4 separate regions of the Mus musculus genome follow, and regions 1, 2 and 4 are each linked to region 3. The links are chromatin contacts, called in public Hi-C maps. All regions are on one chromosome and are shown on one strand. The core of a region is the stretch at or near the end of the contact, and the rest is flanking DNA. Distances in the headings are between cores, read along the strand shown. Region 1 has its middle 16 kb from the start of Gm23096. Region 2 holds the start of Pcdh18 (protocadherin 18). Region 3 overlaps Slc7a11 (solute carrier family 7 (cationic amino acid transporter, y+ system), member 11). Region 4 has its middle 59 kb from the start of Gm35756.

Region 1 (2,700 bases), core at 171-2,670, 740 kb after region 3:
ACCTCAGGGAAGTAGGTGGTACTGTCCAGCACAGCCTGAACCACTTGAGTACACAGTGGCACACGTGATGCTGCCGGAGTGGGAGGAAGGGCACCACAGCATCCAGCAGGTGCTCCTCCATGATGCCAGACCGCCAGAAGCCATGCTGAGGGTTATCCATCACAGCTCGGGAGATTACTGGCTCCACCTCCTGTAGGCTGATATCTTCCCTGTCCCCGAGGCTGCGCCAGGCCTCCAGGGCCACCTGGTTGATTTGCTCACCGCCAGAACTGCTGATAAATATGAAGATGGTTTGGCGATAGTTGGTCCCATACACAACCCAAGAAGGGCCCAGGAAGAGCAGCGCAGCAAAGCCACTTCCCAGGCCGCCCGAACAGCCGGAGGATCGAGCCCCAGGGCTGGCAGCTGTGCCTCACCACCACCATCTGGTTGAGGCCCAGTTTCGGTCAGAGGCTGCCCACCGCCCTTCATATTATTTTTAACATTTCTTTCTTTTCTCAGACTCTGAAAATATTTGCATTAGTTCCCTGATTTTTCTACTCATATCTGTGTTTTCAACCTTTACAACGATTTGATTTTCCTGTTGCCATGTTATTCCTTTTCGTTTTCTATATTTTTATACATTATTTTATTTATTTACATTACGAATGGCATCCCCCTTCCCTGTTTCCCCTCTTCAAACCCCCTATCCCATCCTCCCTCCACCCTGCTTCCAGGAGGGAGCTCCCCCACCAACCCACCCACCCACTTTTCTAACTTTCTGAAGATGCTCTAATAATTTTCTTACAACTAGGATTTTACTATTACCCGAAATGAAACTTGAATACTATCAGAACACTAAAATCCAGTTTAATGCTTTATCATACTTTTAATAATTAGAATTTTACAGTTTGTTTTAACTATGATGTTTTACAAAGCAGTTGCTTTAAGTAGTAGTTGAGAAGGTCACCACCAATACACATTTTCTAGTAACTAACTCTGTTTGGATCTTTGAATACACTTCTCATACTCTATCAGGGGCATCAGGTACCCGATCCTATCCTTTCTGGGTCTATTACTTTAGGGATTAGGGGAAGGATATTGTTTCATATTTGCTGGTTGTCAAGATAAATTTTTCTTCAATGGCTTGACAAAAAAAATAAATAAATAAAAAGAGGAGGAAACTACATTTTTAAGACCCTGAACCCATTATTCACATTCACCACAAAACTCTGTTACAGAAAATATCTGGAGGATAAAAACAAATTGCTGGTCACACCAGTGAGTGGAAACTGTTGCTCTGGAAAGAAAAGAGTGGAAAAATGAGATGTTTGAGTCACACATTTTGGCTTCCCTCTGACTCTTAGAAGCTAGACAGCCTATTTTCACTTGCATCTGTGTTACTGTCTTTTCTCCATCATGGCCTTGGAATGAACTACTCCAGCAAGGCAGCTTGAAACAAAAACATACATATACATTGGCAGGAGTCTTCAGGCTCTTTTTAGAATCCTGGCTTTTAAGTCAGCTTGGCTCCTGGCCAAAGTTAAAAGAAAAAAGATCAACAGTTAAACAGCTGGTACCAATTATCCTGACTGCAGTGGGTGTACACGCTCAAGTGTCAGAGGAGCAAGCGGAGCCTATGACATAATGGGCTAGTTATTTCAGAACTGGACTGTGGTACTTAGCTCCGCTTGCCAGTTGGCATCTCTTTAAGAAATCTTCAGAGTTATTGCACCCAAACTCTTGTAATCAACAATCACTACTATATTAGTGTGTTTGTGATCCACAGAAATCATCATGAAACTGTGCATTAACTCCACTTGAATTTGTTAGTGGTAAAAAAAATGCCTTAGAAAAAATTAGATAGATAAGTGGTTTCTATAAATACTTGTTTGATAAGCAGTTTGCTTGGACACTAGCACAGAGCTATGTGGCTTGAAATTTGAAATGCACTGTGTTAATTAACAAAACAAAAAACGTATTATTTGAAATGTTTCAACCTGGCAATTTACTTACAATGTATTTTCTCTCAAGTTCATTTATAGAAACAATGAGAAAACTAGAGAGATGCTCAATCCACTTAAAATATACTAAATTTTTGTAATGTATTTTTATATTTAAACTTGATTTTATAATCTATCCTTTTTTAGGAGCTACGTGAAGTTACTTTTCTGTAGAACCAGAAGGAAACTCTTGGCCCTATTGACCAGAAAGAATTTGGAAGAGACAAAAACTCTAGTTGATAAGTTTTCTCCGTGGGAACTACATGTCTAAATTTGGCAAGGTTTACTGGTTTTAATATGTTCCACTCTGAAATAGAAACTCTCTTAAGTTTACTTTAGGAAAAAAATAAATAAATCCATTGCTCTCAATCAGGATGAGCATCTCACAAATCACAAAGAGGATTTTGTAACTAGGCAACCAGGGTCAGGGAGACAGTAAGCAGGGCCTGCTGAACACACAGCAGGCAGAGAGTGAGTCTGAGCTGGGAGGCACAAATTGAACATAGGATTTTGAAGCACTCCTTTTAAAAACACATCATTCCGTAATACCTTGCAGGTGTGTACCATGAAAAGCAGCTGCTCTAAACTCATGCTTTGAAGAAAAAATATTTTATTCAGAATATTCTCCAGAATAAATGTATCCTGATTAGCCAAAGAAAACTGGAAAACAAAACCTTCGGGTCTTTTTGTTACTCATGCCATCTCAGTTGAGTGTTAA
Region 2 (2,700 bases), core at 84-2,583, 620 kb after region 3:
AAGTTACATGGAGATTCTGTGAAGCACAGAATTTGCAAGTAGCTGAAGACAGCTGAGGGATAATGCAAAGGGGGGGTGGGGAGGGTGAGCAAGAATGGAGCCAGAGTGATAAACTTAAAAGGAGCCGCAGAGCAGAAGGAGCATCATAAATAATCATATTTCCCAATAAGAATACCATATCAACCCCGTGACCTGGATACAGCACCAACCTCCTGAGATATTTCCAGCACTCTGATGCACACAAAATGCAATTTTCAGCTCAGGCATTTTATTTCTCAGTGTAAACAACCTTTGGGTTTTTAAAATACATATCTGGAAACTGTTTTCATAAATAATGTATGTATTATAAAAATTTGACTTGTAAACTATTGAGTCCATGTCTCCTCAGAACTCATTGTGAAAACTCACTATGGGTAGATAGTACTCTATTGGAAGAATTCGCTAGGCGAAGGCTACCAATTTTACCCAAGCTATCAATTTTGCCCAAAATAAATAGGATTTTTTTAAGTGCAAGGCTATATATATATATATATATATATATATATATATGGAACAATTTTGCTCAAGCTAAAGAAAGGGCTGAAATAAGGTAGAATTTTTTTGCTAATTAGTTCCAAACTCTGAGGTGTTCCTTTAAATCTTGCTAATTAAGAGAAATCGGGAGTGCAAGATAGGCCCCTTTCTTATCTTCAAAGAGTAAAGATGAAAGAAAGCAGAAAATGAAACCTCTCCACTTGGGCTGTTCTTTAAAACAGAGCTCCAAGAAAATCGGCTTGCTGCTCCTTGGAGGAGAAAAGACCCGCCGAGGGGGAGGGGGTGTGTGCATAATTAGAAGCAAGTTTCCCCATTTTATTAAATTCCTCCACCGACAAAATTCACTTGGAGGTATTTTAAGTGAAACCAGCAGTTAAGGAACCCTGAAAAAAGCAAGATGATTACATGTTTGTAGCAGAAGAAAAGATCAATTAAGAAAACAAGAACTATTTAATGTGCCATATATAAATACAGGCGACCAGAAGTTGATTTAAAGTTTTTTTCTTCCTTTCTTTTTCCTTCCCTCCCGGTCTCCCCACCCCCACACCGCTCTCCTGCTGTAATTTGTCTCCCCTTTGTCGCGGCACGCTTGGAGAAAGTGGATGGAGATGGAGGAGGGGCGGGAGGGCTGAACCCCACCCCCGGCCGCGCTCCCGCGCCCCTAGCGGGTCCCCAACCCGCGCCCGCCACCCTCCCGCTCCCACCCTCCACGCGCGCCCTCCCTCGCTCCGGTGACTCCAGCAGCTTCGGATTTGGAAGCTCGCTGATTGGCTGGAAGCGATTCAACACACGCCAGGCAAAGAGCTTTGTCTGAGTTGAAGTGAAGTTGTAGAGATTTTCAGACTGGAGTCAGCAATCACCGGTGTTTAGTCTGCAGCGGAGCAGAGAAAAGGAAAGGGGGGAAAATCAAGAATCGCCCGGGAAACACAGACTGCAGACTCCGCCAGCACCCTGCAATAGATGGGGACGGAGTCCACGCGGGGAGCCAGGCCGAGGTGACACGCTGCTCCCAGCCAGGAGGACCAGCGGCCACCCCTACCAGGAAGGGACTTCACGCTCCTATCTGGAAGTCGCCAAACGGTGTGTATGAAAACTGAAGTTTGCGAGCTGTTTAATTGCTGTGTGATTAAGAGTCGCTTTCAAGACTCTGAGACCCGATGTGGCTTAGAGCTCTGAGTGGCTGGGAGGAAGTTGAAGGGATTGCTGGGCTCTTCTAACTCGCCCTGAGAAGGGAATCTAGCAACTGACCAATGCACCAAATGAATACTAAAATGCACTTTAGATTTGCACTTGCACTTCTGATGGCGTTTTTCAGCCACGATGTCCTGGCTAAGAATCTGAAATACAGGATTTATGAGGAGCAGAGGGTCGGATCGGTAATTGCTAGACTATCAGAAGATGTGGCTGATGTTTTATTGAAGCTACCAAATCCTTCTGCTGTTCGTTTTCGAGCCATGCCACGGGGGAATTCTCCTCTCCTGGTCGTAAATGAGAATACCGGAGAAATCAGCATAGGGGCTAAAATTGACCGCGAGCAACTATGCCAAAAAAACTTGAACTGTTCGATAGAGTTTGATGTGCTCACTCTGCCGACCGAGCATCTGCAGCTGTTCCACATTGAAGTGGACGTGCTGGACATTAATGACAATTCCCCCCAATTCTCGAGACCCGTCATTCCCATTGAGATATCGGAGAGCGCAGCAGTTGGGACTCGTATCCCCCTGGACAGTGCGTTCGACCCAGATGTTGGGGAAAATTCCCTCCACACCTACTCGCTCTCTGCTAATGATTATTTTAATATCGAAGTGCGAACCAGGACAGACGGGGCCAAGTACGCTGAACTCATAGTGGTGAAAGAGTTGGATCGGGAGCTGAAGGCTAGCTACGAGCTTCAGCTCACCGCCTCCGACATGGGAGTGCCTCAGAGGTCTGGCTCCTCCATCCTGAAAATCAGCATTTCGGATTCCAACGACAACAGCCCGGCCTTTGAGCAGCCTTCTTACACAATACAACTCTTAGAAAACTCCCCAGTTGGAACCTTGCTCCTTGATCTAAATGCCACCGATCCAGATGAGGGCGCTAATGGGAGAATTGTGTATTCTTTCAGCAGTCATGTGTCTCCCAAAATTATAGAGACTTTTAAGATCGACTCAGAAAAAGGCCACT
Region 3 (2,700 bases), core at 168-2,667:
AACTGGAGTAAAATGTTAATATGGGTTTGTTCAGAATTTTAACTCGAAAGAATTCACTCATTAACTCAAAGCCAGGAAGGGTGAAAACTTAACAACATGCAGTGACACTCCCATCCACCAAGGGGCAGTTCCTTTTCACATGGTATCACTTCCTATCAGCAACACCCACAGGGAACGGTTAACTCCTGTCCTGTGAACCAGTGTCTGAGGGCTTTGTCCACTGCAGTGCTGTCAGGCAGTGAAATGGACAAAGCTTCCGGTGTCTGGTCGGTTGCCTCACGTTTCTAGGCAAAGGGCAGCACTAATTTGTGGAAAGCATAATGGGGTCTGCTAATTGCATAACACCAGCTGCATCAAGGACAATGAAAAAAAAATCTTATATTAACAACAACAACAACAACAAACAGCATCCTTTATACAAATGTGCAAGACTACCCCCATGACAGCCTAGGAGGAAAGCTTAGAACTTTGTCTACCATTTATTTCATTTATTTATAGTTTCTGTCGCTTGTCAGGATTGGAATTTTGTTCTAGCCTTTTACAGGAAACCCTGGAAGGAAATGATGGCCTCCTAGGGTGGGGGAGGGCTGACTCCATAAACAGGTTCAGCTGGTAGGGCTTACCCGGTAAAGAACCTCCAGAGTGGCTCACTCCTGTGATGAAATGGTCAACTTGTCTATTGTTTTGATTTATCCTCCCGAACTGAGGTTGGTATGTGAAACAAGTACCCGAAACACTCGCCAGTGTGTATCTATACCTCTTCATACAAAGGTGGCTTTCTGGGATTGTGCAGAACAATTTCTGTCTCTAAATGTAGAATTTCCGAACTGAGCCCCTTCCTCTTATCGGAGGCGATAGTTGATAAAGAGTCAGTAAACGGATCGTTGCTTTGGAGGGACAGAGAAGGCGACTGCTTAGACCTTTGCCCACAGGTCTGAGACAAGGAATGCCGTGGTACCCGCTGCTGGTGATTGTCTTGTGGAGTCAGTTTGACCCTAACGAAAAAGAAGGATTATAAAACATTCACGTAGCACCAGGCTAATAGAAAGTCAAAGAGCAAGTTTGGCCTAAATTGTTTCATTTTATTCCACTTTCGGGGAAAGCATTAATTTGTTCCGTTCTTTCCTTCCTCAGACCTTCTCTGAGCGGCTGCTGGGAAAATTCTCATTAGCAGTCCCGATCTTTGTTGCCCTCTCCTGCTTCGGCTCCATGAACGGTGGTGTGTTCGCTGTCTCCAGGTGAGGGAGTTCATGTATTTTCAGAAACACATTTTTGTTTTAGAGATTGGATGTGATAAGGATAACTTTTAAAGAGAAAAGCAATAGTTCCTCCGAACCTGTTGTTTTTAAAGGGATATGCGAGTTCCTCGTAGATTCCAGTGAAGCAGGTTTCATTCTGTCCAGTAGAGGGCGCTGCGTGTCTACACATAGCCCACTCTGAGCCAGGCATGCTGCATTTTTAAAAAGAGTGAGTCTACAGGGTCTTATAACGGCCTTTATTTCTAGCGATAAAGTCTTTTGTTTTCCTGAAGGTGCCACGAAAAAGAGTAAAATTGAAAGCAGAAATCACCACTCCACCATCGGTAACCATTTTTTTTCCTTAGTTAGATGGCACAAAAAAATCTTTTTTTTTTTTTTTTTTTTTTTGGTCTATGTTACAGTTTAAATTAGAGAAATGTTAACACAACATGCATGTACATGTGTGTACCTGTGCACTGAATGAGTGCTAGCTTGGACTGACACTAGCAATCTAGCACTGAATTTGCCAGCAGCTACTCAAGTATAGGGAGAACTCCACTCAGTGCAATATTGCTATTGTTTTTCCTCGGAGTGATATAAGATATTTCCCAGACACTGTATGTCCTGAAAAGAGACTTATGATGAAATCTGCCCTTTGTTTCCAAAGCACAACTCAAATGACCAGATAAGAAATGTCAAGATGCCTAGCATGAGGAAGATTCGTCCATATTGCTTCGGGGATTTAAGAATGTTACCCATTTGAATGATTGATTCTATAGTCAACTTCACCGTTTTTCTCCCCGCAGGTTATTCTACGTCGCATCTCGAGAAGGGCACCTTCCGGAAATCCTCTCTATGATTCATGTCCACAAGCACACTCCTCTGCCAGCTGTTATTGTTTTGGTAATGCATATTAACAAGTAATGTAGATACAACCTCACAAAACGGTTAGGAAGGAGGGAATAAACCTGACATCCCGATTCACCACTCAGTTGGTGCTCCATGTATCATTTTCTGGGAGGCCAGAGATGTTGCAATGGCTTGCTTCCATGGCGTGCTTTTGATGTGTATTGGATGCCCTGGGATATGACCCACCTTAGTTCCGTTTCACCTTTGCAGAAATTTGTAAGGTGTGAAGGGAAATGAAGGCTGTGGTTTCTCTCCTTGGCCGAGAACCTCAAAGGAAAGAAAAAGAAAAACCCACAAGGTTACAATCTAAACTCCAGACTCAGAGTTCAGCTGAAAGCAGACTGTGCAAAAATTATCCATTGTCTCCTCCTGGCTCCTGCCATACAACGTAATTCAAAGCATAGATGATAAAACACCAAGCAGAGAAATGGTTCTCCAAGAGTAACTGAGACCTGTGAGAGCAAACCTTAGAAGAAAGAAAACCCCTAAATGCAAACTGTGGAATTCTCTAGGATGGGGACAATATTTGTGAAATGTGGGATACAAAAGGTGT
Region 4 (2,700 bases), core at 10-2,509, 600 kb before region 3:
GCTTGCCGTTGCTCTCTCTCTCCAAAAGTGCTTGTGCTCATATATCTCTCTATAGATCTAGACGGGGAGAGGATATAGTTCACGTTGACCCATGATTGTTTTCTTCCCCAAATTTCTGTGTCTGAGCAATAAGCTCTGATCTTAAATTTTATTTGGCAAGTTACAGAGTGTGCTAGTTTATCAGAGAGGTAACAAATGGATTTTTTTTCCTTCTGAATTTCAATGAAAGAGGAGTATTCATCTTCAGTATTGATCTACTGTGCCTAGGGGTGCTTGGGTGATTAGCACTCTCCTGTATTTATAGAGAATCTGCACTTCATAAATGTCGAAAGGCACTTTGCTTTACATAAGTGGCCGTGTTCCGACATCTCACAAAGTTAGCAATTATCACGAGCACCACGTTGGGGAAGGTGGGAAGTAAATAATCGCAGAGGGGAGTCAGCATGGTTCTTGCTAGAACGGGGCCACAAGGAGATGTTCTTCCTGCTCTGTTTTACTTGGGCTGCATGTCCTTGACCCACGGAGACATGGGGGACTTTCTGAGCTCCATTTTGGTTTTCTGCATCAAAGGTCTCCTTCTCATGAGGTTGAATGCCAAGTGGTCCAAGAAACCGACATACCAAACAAGCAAACAAACGAGCAAACAAACAAAATCTTCTTTCCACTTGGGATGCCCATGCTGAGACAGGAGAAAACTTCATCTTGAGTCTAGGAATCAGAAAGGGTAGTCTTTGGGGGGTTCTGTGGAATTATTATATTAAGGTTTATAAAGAACCTTTTATATACTTTTGTGACAATATAAGTGAATATTTCAGACAATTTTTGAAATTGGAGATAGAAGGCTCCTAAGCAGTGTTTGTGAGCTGCCCTGACCATTTAACCTTCACCAAACTGACCAGCTCTTTCATGTCCTGCAGACAAGATCAGTGCCTGTAGAGGTTTTTCTTGGTCTTCAATAAAGCCTCTGAAAAGTTGTCATAGCAACAGTGGCAACAGATAATAAAACAGGCTGAGAAGGTGGCCTCACTGGCCTTCAGGCTTTGTTAGCTGATGCTGTCCTGGGCTGTAATGGCTTGTTCACAGATAACATTTCATTTCAAAAATGCTCGATTTTGGAGACCCCTAGAAGAGGCATATCTTGTCCTCAAAATGACCACTTAGGCCTCCCTCCTTTGTACCCTCCGTCTGTACGGTTAGCCTGTGCTCGATCCGTGGGCACAGAGATTGCCATTCTCAGTTGAGTTATTCCTGATCGTGAGCTTGCTGGATGATGTTAAGCTGGGGCTTGTCATCTTTCCTCAATTGCTTTCCGTGGATCACTGCGTTTTCCAGCACTGTGTGGGAGTCGTGTGAAGCTCTCTTTGTTCAGTCTGCCAGCGGAGTCTGAGATGTCCTGGGTGTTTTTCCAGCAGGCTGCTATCACCTACACATGGTTGTTATGCATGTTATGGCTCTTGCATTTAATGATTGTGTTAAATGATGTTGCTTTCATGGTTCGGAGGGATGGTGTGCAAAGGCTCCGTGTATTTTAGGATGCTGGGACTGAGTGATGTGTTCCATCTGTCTCTCTGGCACAAGTTTTTACTTCAAGTTTTCTGTGTTAAGGGTCTGAGGTTGTCACATTTATGTCATTTCTTCTCAGTGTCAAAACTTGTCATGTCTTCTCAATAGATTAAGGAAAAGAAATTCTACTTTCAGTTTTTGTCCTTGTTTGATGCTTGTGGCCTGATTTCTGGCATTTAAAAAAGACTTCAGGATTTCTTTGAAAGTTGCAGTTTTGGTCCTTTATCTGCCCGGGTGTTTACTTGCCTCTATTTCTTCCATGTGTGTTTTCTTCCTCTTCCTCTTTCTCTTCCTCCTCCTCTTCTTCCTCCTCTTCCTCCTACTTCTCCTCTGTCTTCTTTTTTCTTGATGCTGAGGACTGAACCCAGGGTCTGTGCATGCTAAGCACACACGCTACCTCTGAGCTGCCCTATCCAGTCTGCTTCTTAAGCAAGACTTTCCGTGGCTCTTCTACTGACCCTACAGGAACACAATAGGCACCTCATAAAATTTTGCTCACGTTAAATTTCAGGTTGGATTCAGAGAAGGCGCCATTTGAATGAATGCTGTTTTACTGGGCCATGTGTATGCTGAGGTGTTTCAGAGGGTTATGGCCTTATGTCAGGCAGCAGATTAGAGCTGAACTCACCCTGCTGATAACCCGCCATTCCCTGTGTAAATCAAGAGCAGATGTGCAAGCTGCAGGCAGAGAGTGCAGACTGACACAGTTCTACAAGCTGACCTGATAAGTAAGAATATTCATAGGCTGATGAAAATGTTTAAAAAGGAATATTTGTACACTGGAAAAAATCGCACATTGGAAAAATGCCCACAACTGCTCCGGGAAAGCCAAACCCATAGTCATTCTACTCTTGAGGAAGCCAAATCTATTTTGGGGTATTTTGAAAATCAGATTTATTGCCGTGATTATTTGAAATACTCTTCTAGAGAGAGAACAAAGGATGTATTTTGTCTTTCATCCCAATAACTCGGGTGATATGTGGCCCTTGATTTTGATCAGTTGAGGTAGTGCCCTGTGATAATAAATGAGGAGGCAGAGACGATAAACTGCCCGGTCCACCCACTCACCTCCAGCCTTTAAACACAGATTGACTCTGGACATGAAAGGACTGTTAAGCAGTTAACCTGCACAAACGG

What was found. Hi-C and Micro-C count contacts between places; a contact is called where the count stands out from the background.
Region 1: a Hi-C map of uterus shows a contact between it and region 3, with 4 times the contacts expected there. The contact joins two enhancer-like sites. A contact is called at or near these places in 1 of 39 promoter capture datasets (cranial neural crest) and 1 of 484 Hi-C or Micro-C datasets (uterus).
Region 2: a Hi-C map of uterus shows a contact between it and region 3, with 7 times the contacts expected there. The contact joins the promoter of Pcdh18 here to the enhancer-like site in region 3. A contact is called at or near these places in 3 of 39 promoter capture datasets (cranial neural crest, frontonasal cranial neural crest and maxillary cranial neural crest), 6 of 484 Hi-C or Micro-C datasets (granulosa cells, myocytes, nephron progenitors and 3 more) and 4 of 115 datasets of contacts at active chromatin or transcription factors (astrocytes, craniofacial prominence, embryonic forebrain and 1 more).
Region 4: a contact with region 3 is called in a Hi-C map of nephron progenitors, with 2.1 times the contacts expected there. The contact joins two enhancer-like sites. A contact is called at or near these places in 2 of 484 Hi-C or Micro-C datasets (nephron progenitors and uterus) and 1 of 115 datasets of contacts at active chromatin or transcription factors (kidney).

What each region holds. Positions count from the first base shown.
Region 1 is chr3:49,641,366-49,644,065 of GRCm38.p6, reverse strand. It overlaps the pseudogene Gm29741. Among named protein-coding and RNA genes, the nearest start is that of Gm23096, 16 kb to the left of the region's middle. Within about 2 kb of position 1,420, at least 101 of the 459 cell types and tissues checked have an H3K27ac peak or open chromatin away from gene starts, as enhancers often do. A contact at or near this core is called in uterus, where this site is marked.
Region 2 is chr3:49,755,949-49,758,648 of GRCm38.p6, reverse strand. Pcdh18 (protocadherin 18) reads left to right here and starts at 1,333. Exons shown (of 4, transcript NM_130448.3): 1 at 1,333-2,700. The coding sequence starts at 1,785.
Region 3 is chr3:50,380,413-50,383,112 of GRCm38.p6, reverse strand. Slc7a11 (solute carrier family 7 (cationic amino acid transporter, y+ system), member 11) reads left to right here. Exons shown (of 12, transcript NM_011990.2): 8 at 1,135-1,238; 9 at 2,045-2,141. Among named protein-coding and RNA genes, the nearest start is that of Slc7a11, 62 kb to the left of the region's middle. Within about 2 kb of position 1,417, at least 72 of the 459 cell types and tissues checked have an H3K27ac peak or open chromatin away from gene starts, as enhancers often do. A contact at or near this core is called in embryonic forebrain, nephron progenitors, neural progenitor cells and 1 more, where this site is marked.
Region 4 is chr3:50,982,855-50,985,554 of GRCm38.p6, reverse strand. No RefSeq gene overlaps it. Among named protein-coding and RNA genes, the nearest start is that of Gm35756, 59 kb to the left of the region's middle. Within about 2 kb of position 1,259, at least 52 of the 459 cell types and tissues checked have an H3K27ac peak or open chromatin away from gene starts, as enhancers often do. A contact at or near this core is called in nephron progenitors and uterus, where this site is marked.